Regions from separate parts of the Hordeum vulgare genome. Here region 2 is linked to region 1. A link is a contact called in public Hi-C data. All regions are on one chromosome and are shown on one strand. Each heading gives the region's core, a stretch centred on a gene start, on an enhancer-like site or on the middle of the called end of the contact. The rest is flanking DNA. Distances are from core to core; before and after follow the strand shown. Region 1 has its middle 88 kb from the start of LOC123410117. Region 2 has its middle 36 kb from the start of LOC123412943.

What was found. Hi-C and Micro-C count contacts between places; a contact is called where the count stands out from the background.
Region 2: a Hi-C map of leaf shows a contact between it and region 1, with 7 times the contacts expected there. The contact joins two enhancer-like sites. A contact is called at or near these places in 3 of 6 Hi-C or Micro-C datasets (leaf and seedling).

What each region holds. Positions count from the first base shown.
Region 1 is chr7H:537,043,589-537,047,050 of MorexV3_pseudomolecules_assembly, forward strand. No RefSeq gene overlaps it. Among protein-coding and RNA genes, the nearest start is that of LOC123410117, 88 kb to the left of the region's middle. Within about 2 kb of position 1,488, at least 2 of the 3 cell types and tissues checked have open chromatin away from gene starts, as enhancers often do. A contact at or near this core is called in leaf, where this site is marked.
Region 2 is chr7H:537,583,399-537,586,795 of MorexV3_pseudomolecules_assembly, forward strand. No RefSeq gene overlaps it. Among protein-coding and RNA genes, the nearest start is that of LOC123412943, 36 kb to the right of the region's middle. Within about 2 kb of position 1,698, at least 2 of the 3 cell types and tissues checked have open chromatin away from gene starts, as enhancers often do. A contact at or near this core is called in leaf, where this site is marked.

The DNA.
Region 1 (3,462 bases), core at 238-2,737:
CTATCACGTTGGATACTATGATGCATCTGAAGTTTGTGGTTGGTCCCAAAGGCCCTGATGGTAAAATTAAATGCAAATATTCCTTCAGAGCTAATAAAAAATGGAAATGCCAGGCGGCCGCCCCGGGACCAAGCCCCCCCCCCCCCCCAGCCAGTACGTGCGAGGGAGTTTTCTATACGCCGCTCAATGCGGTAAGTAGTCACCGCTTTGTACAGGAGGTGCGAGCGAACGATGGGATTTGTGCCGTCCCATTAACACTTTCACCGATCCCGGTTTTGAAAACCTTCTAGAGGTTTTTAGTCGGTTTTTTTTTGGTTTTGGAAACTTTCTAGAATTTCTGTTTCTGTTTTCACCGATCCCGGTTTTGGAACCCTTTTGTTTTTGTTTTCTTTTTTCTTTATGTTTTTTTTCTGTTTCTGTTTGGAATATGTTCTGGATTATTAAAAAATATTCCAGAATTTGAAAAAATATTCCAGAATTTGCCGGAGTTTTAAAAAATATTTCAGAATTTCAAAAAATGTTGTGGAATTTAGAAAATGTTTTGGATTTTTGAAAAAACGTTCCAGAATTTTAAAAAAAGTTCGGCAATTTGAAAAAATGTTCCGGAATGTTTCAAAAATGATCCGAAATGTTCTGGAATGTTTAAAAAATGATTCAGAATATATAAAAATGTCCCGAATGTTTAAAAAATGTTCCAGAATTTGAAAAAACGTTCGGGATTTCAATAAAATGTTCAGGAACTTTAAAAAATGACCCGCAATTTTCAAAAATGTTTCAAAATTTGCAAAAATGTTCCACAATTTGAATTGTTTCTCTGGAATTTTAAAAAATATTCCAAAATTTAGAAAAATGTTCTGGAAATTTACAATTTCCTGATATTTTTCAACAATAATTCTGTATTTCTCAAAAAATGTTCTGGATCTTCAAAAAATGTTCTTCAAATTAGGAAAATGTTTTTGGTTTTTTAATAAATTATCTGGATGTTCAAACAAATTTTCAAAAGAAATATAATTTAAAAATGTTTCAACAATATAAAAAAATTGTGCTTCCAAATTTGTTCGCATTTTTTAAATTGTTCACAGTTTAAAAAATGTCCATGTTTTCAAAAAAATGATTAGGAAATTCAACTTTAGTTCGTTTTTATAATTCAATGACAAAAAGAAAAAAGGAAAGAAAAACGAACCAAAAATGAAAAAATGAAAGGAAATAAGAAGAAAGGAAGAAAAATAAAAAGAAAACAAAGGAACTGGGACGACCCCGTCGGGCGACCGCCCTATGCGACCGAGGGACTCCCTGCCGCAGAATGCGGCATGTAGGAGCTACCACGTGCGAGCAGACAAGTTCCTCCCCTGATCTGTCTGAGGCGTGTCTGCTCTGTATGAAAAGTTGCGTTTGATTAAGAAACACGGGAGCTCCTATTTGACGCATTTTGCGTGAAATAGGCACCTGACGCACATAGTGAATCCAGACTGGGTCGACCCATGGTGTAGCTATCACGTTCGTGCTGTACCGTTCGTATTAGGCCAGCCCATATTTGGCTTCCCACAACTGGGCCGGCACGGATTGTTTTTTTCAAAAAAATGAAATTATTGTGTATATGTTTTCTTCAAATTCCGAAACCTTTGTTTAGATTTTGTAATATTTTTCTAATGTTCTAAATATTTTCATCAATATTCCAGAACATTTTCCCAAATTTCGGAACATTTTTTTAAAAATCTAGAAAGTTTTTCCAAAATTCTGGATCATTTTTATAATTTCCGGAACATTCTTTAAATCCGGAACATATTTTTAAATTCCAGTATATTTTTCCATATTCCTGAACATTTTTAAATTCCAGATTATTTTATGAAATTCCGGAACATTATTGAAATTCCGGAATATTTTTTTTCAAATTCCGGAACATTTTTCAAATTCCAGAATAATTTTCCAAATTCCTGAGCATTTTTTTAACTTTCGGAACATTTTATACAATTCAGTAACATTTTTCAAATTCCGAAACATTTTTTAAAATGCCGGAACATTTTTTAAGTTCTGGAACATTTTTCAAATTCCAGAACATTTTTTAAAATTCAGAATGTCTTTCAAATTCTGGAACATTTTATGAAATTACGAAACATTTTTTAAAATTCAGAACATTTTTGAAACAAAAACAGAAAAAAAAAAGAATTGAATAAGTGAGTGAAGAAAATTAAAAAAAAAGTTTGCGCGAATTGGTTTTAAGTTTTACCGTCGCTGTTAGTTTTGTTTAGATTTTGCGTTGTTATTCATTCAAGTACATGATTCAATCGGTGTCGCTAGCGTAGCTTGTACCTCATCAGGATGTTGTCGATTCGATACCTAGCACAAACACGTTTTGCGGTGTTTTATCTCGCGAATCAAAACCATCCAAAAGGGCCGGCCTAGTGAGAGCTTCCCGTGTGCGAAGCGGCGATTACTTGTCGCAATGCGCGGCGTATAGGGAATTCCAAGAAACACCCCGAACGTTTTCTCCTCTAGCAAATTGGGCCTTGTGCCTTGGGCCTTTTCTTTCTTCTTTGCATAAAACGTGGATAGTTTAGTGATGGGCCACACTAAGCCAGTGGACATGAAGCACACCGATTCATTTTAGAAATGTTCTCTAAAAATTGTAATAAGTTCTCAAAAAGTTAATTAGGAAAAATAATAATAAAAGTAATCCCTCAAAAGATATATTAAAAGGAAGATGGAATTAAGGAACCACTCAAAAAAGATGGATGGAATTAAGGATCAATTGGTGGGTATTTTTTTGCATGCTTGTTGCTTGCCAACGCAGAAAAATTATGTCGTTCAATGAGCTTAACCTAGCAAACTAATATCACAAAAAAACCTTTCAGCTTTGTTTAGCGATATATATATTTGGAGATCCTTTTGCCTTAATATGTTTGTATTGATGGCTTTAGTTGATTTGTCATAAAACTTTCTCTCTTTGTAGGACCTATTTTAGCATACCAAAAATAGTTTGCCGTTGGTCACCTGGTGAGGGCACAATTTGGCTTGATCCCTCGTGTGACACCCTCCCCCTGGTTGGGTGCGATGAACACTTGATCTCTCATTTACTGTAGCCAATGACACCCCATCACCGACTCCACGTGGACACGCTGGTAGGAAACCACAGAACTTCCATGGCCGATGCGATGACATGGTTTCTGAGAAACCACGTGTTTAATCACATTCGCTTGATATCATTGTCAACTACTACCCCCATAACAGTTTAGAAGGCGTGCTTGGAAATTCTGTGGAACCTAGGTGCTTATTGATTGGTTGTGAGATAGGCTGAAAAATAACATTCACACTACACATGTATATAGAAGTAGTATAACAGAGTACTAATTACCTGTTAAGAGTAAATGCAATGCGCCCTAAACCTTGCCCATTGTGGAAATGCACGTCAATTTAATTGTGCCTTCTAGACCGTGACGGAGGGAGTACTTCATATCTAAGAAT
Region 2 (3,397 bases), core at 448-2,947, 540 kb after region 1:
AAACATGCTTTGAGATTAACCAACATTGGATGCAAGCATGAGTAGGATATAAATCACTATGAACATAAACATCGTAGAGGCTATGTTGAACATAAACATCGTAGAGGCTATTTAGAGGTGCGAGAGCTCATAGCTTAAATTGGGAGATAAAATTGTTTTGAGGGGCATTCTTTTACCGTCAACAAAAACGACCGAGAATTCCCAATATCTTCCATGCGAGATAAATCATAGGCGGTTCCCAAATGTAAAATAAAATTTATTTTCTTTTCCACCATTCTCACACAATTCATGGTTATCTGTATCCATGGGTGCCCTCCATATCATTACTTTTCAAGGGATTTATTATTAAAAAAAATAAAAAACTTTTTTTATTTCGGGACTAGGCATCACTATTATCTACTGCACTCTGGTACAATGAAAAATGAATAAACACTTATATTGAGAATAACCTACCTAGCATTCTTGTGCATTGGATAAAGAAGTAGAATACTAGTACTACAGACAGGATGTAGATGTTCTTAGGCCCTTTCTAGTGCTCCATGGTGGATGGGTGCTAAGCATGCCACATAAGCAAGAAAGTGACATGGCACATCATTTAAGAACGAGAGAGAGCACTTTGTTGACCCCAGAAAGAACCAATGTCAAGCACGTGAACCTAGGCAAAACACTTCAATGAAAAAAGATGACCAATGCATGAAAGAGTTTAGATGCTATATCATTAAATAAAGTGGGCTTAGCAACAACAAGTTAAGCACTCTATGCATTCGGGAGTTGGGTTGTTAAGATATTTAATGCACTTAGCGCTTCATCTAAGCACCCTTGCATTGAAAGAGGCATATACTAGCACTAGACACCAAAGATCTCATATATCTTGTTTCAAAAAAAAGATGTCATAGATGATTGTGACTATGTGAAACACACACATATATCTTATGTGGAGTGGTGCCTGATAAAAACACAAGAAGCACGAGTTTTTGTCCAAAAAGATTACATGCACAATCAAATTGTTAGAAAGAAAAAAAAAACCTCTAGATGAAATTGATAAAAAAGACCCCCCCCCCCCCCGGTCGTGGCAACAGGCATGTCAGCCGACACGTGGCACCTGCCGTCACGCCATCACTGTTCTTTCTGACGTGGCGACATCGCCCAAATGAACAGTATTTTGAAAAAAAAATCAAAAAATAGCAAAGAACACAGAAAATCCTGAAATTTTACACCCAGCTAGAACACTCGATCATCTTTGCTGCAAACAAATGTCTGTATTTTTTTGATTTTTTCTGCTATTTTTTGAAAAAAAATTATTCATCTCTACTAAACCGTTCCTCGCGTGAAGAGCGATCTTTGTTCGCTCGGGGCATCAGAAAGCGATCGATTGATTCGGCTTTGCTGAAGGGTTCGGTCCTTGTGGGCTTGTGGCCTTGTTTTGGGAAGGTGGATACTTCATCTGGTTGCTGTTGCGCTGTGCGCCACTGAAACCCTGGATTTATGTGTTGGGTCTCGCTCAGCTTGGCCAACATATAGGCTGGATCGATCGGGGCTCCTTTCCCCGTCTGCTTTTTTGTTTTTGACTCAGATGCCACTTGCTGCGAGTTTGTCTTGTCACCACTTTTCCTCGAGGGATCACACGCTTCCTTCGAAATTCGCCACAGAACGGCAGATCCTGGTAATCAAGGTTAATCAAGGTAGCCTCCTCTACCCCACCGGTCAGCCTAGAAAAAGACCATGAAAGCACGGAACATGCACCCATGACAACGCTTGAAAAGCTGGCTTTCTCCTTGCTCCAACTTTTCATCGGTCGCTTTCAAAAAAAAAAAAAACTTTTCATCGGTCGATATCTTTTCTGACGCCTGTTTGAACACAAGCTTAAATGCCGAGTTTATGATCAAGGACATGATTGAGAGAGAGTGTGTGTGTGTGTGTGTGCGGGGGAAGGGGGGTCCGTGCTCTGGCTGGAAAGACATATCAACAGACAGGTCGCGGCAGGAGGCCGGGCCTACCATGCCATGGCATCTTTATTTGCTACTGCGATCAGTTCACCAAAAATATACCAATGATGTGTAAAAATAGGAGTTCTCTGCACAGAACAGATCAACGTACGTCCTCCTCCTGCACCTTCTCATGGTTCCCGCGGATCAAGAAAGCCAGAGGAAGGAGACACGCAAGGAGCAATCAATCTCTGCTCCACGCTGCTCCCTTCTTCAACCGGCAACCCATGCACGATCCGGCACGGCAGCGTACGTCCACGCTCGTCTGATGAGACCGCCACCACGACGAAACGGCGACCATGCACGTCCCCCCACCTCGGGCACGTCCATTGCTTCTTCTACGTACCCCCTGCCGCCCTGCGCCTACATCTACATGCGTCCCCGGCATGCGCTCCCAGTTTCCTTCCCGATCATTTCGATCATGTCCTGCCGCGTGCCTCGCGTGCAGTTTGCTCGGAACGTGTGTATGCATGCATGGCTGCGGGGTTTTTCGTTGGAGGCTGAGGCCCCGTGCGTCGGTGCGTGTGTGCGTGCTAAGCGGTGTACGTTTGATTCAGCAGAGGCATAATGCTTTCGCCGCATGCATGCGTGGCCGGCCCGCCGCTCGCCGGCGGTGTCATCGACGCGTGGTACTTCGTAGGTTGGCAAGACGGTCCGTGCGTGTGATGGGCTCGCAGCTAGCTGATGCATGTATAAGTACTGGAGTAGTTTTTTTTATCGGGGCCTAAAGTCTTATATCCATCCGTCTTAAAATAAATGTTTTAAGTTTAGTATAATTTTATATTAAAGCTTGTATAAAGTTGAAACCGTTATTTTAGGACAGATAAAATACTAGTTAGTAGTAGAATGGGAAATAAAATGGACCTGCACTACCTAAACATATGTCACAAACTGCACACCACCTCATATATAGCAGCTTTTATTTGCTACTGGGTACTCTACAATACTCCATCCGTTCCTAAATATAAGACCTTTTAGAGATTTCACTATGAACTGCATACGGATGTATATATAGACATATTTTAGAATATAGATTCACTCATTTTACTTCGTATGTAGTCCATAGTGAATTTTTTAAAAGATCTTATATTTAAGAACAGAGAAAGTACATACGTAGCAAAGAGTGGGTGCTTTAGAGTGAGCAAATGTTCTCTTCTTTGCGATATTTTCGTTATGAAACAGCCAACCAGGGTAGGTATGGTTGCCCACCCACTTAGCAATAAAAATGATAAAATCATATTGCTATGCCCCGCTTTGTCGTGTGAATGATACTGGTAAGGATTAGACCATCTGCATCTCTTTTTTTTGAGAGAGAGAGCATGTGCATTTTTAATGTCTACTCGCAAATATTCTCTCAGATCCGTACGCGAACAAAGTAGTCAGTCCACGGACATGGATGTTGAAGGTCGCTA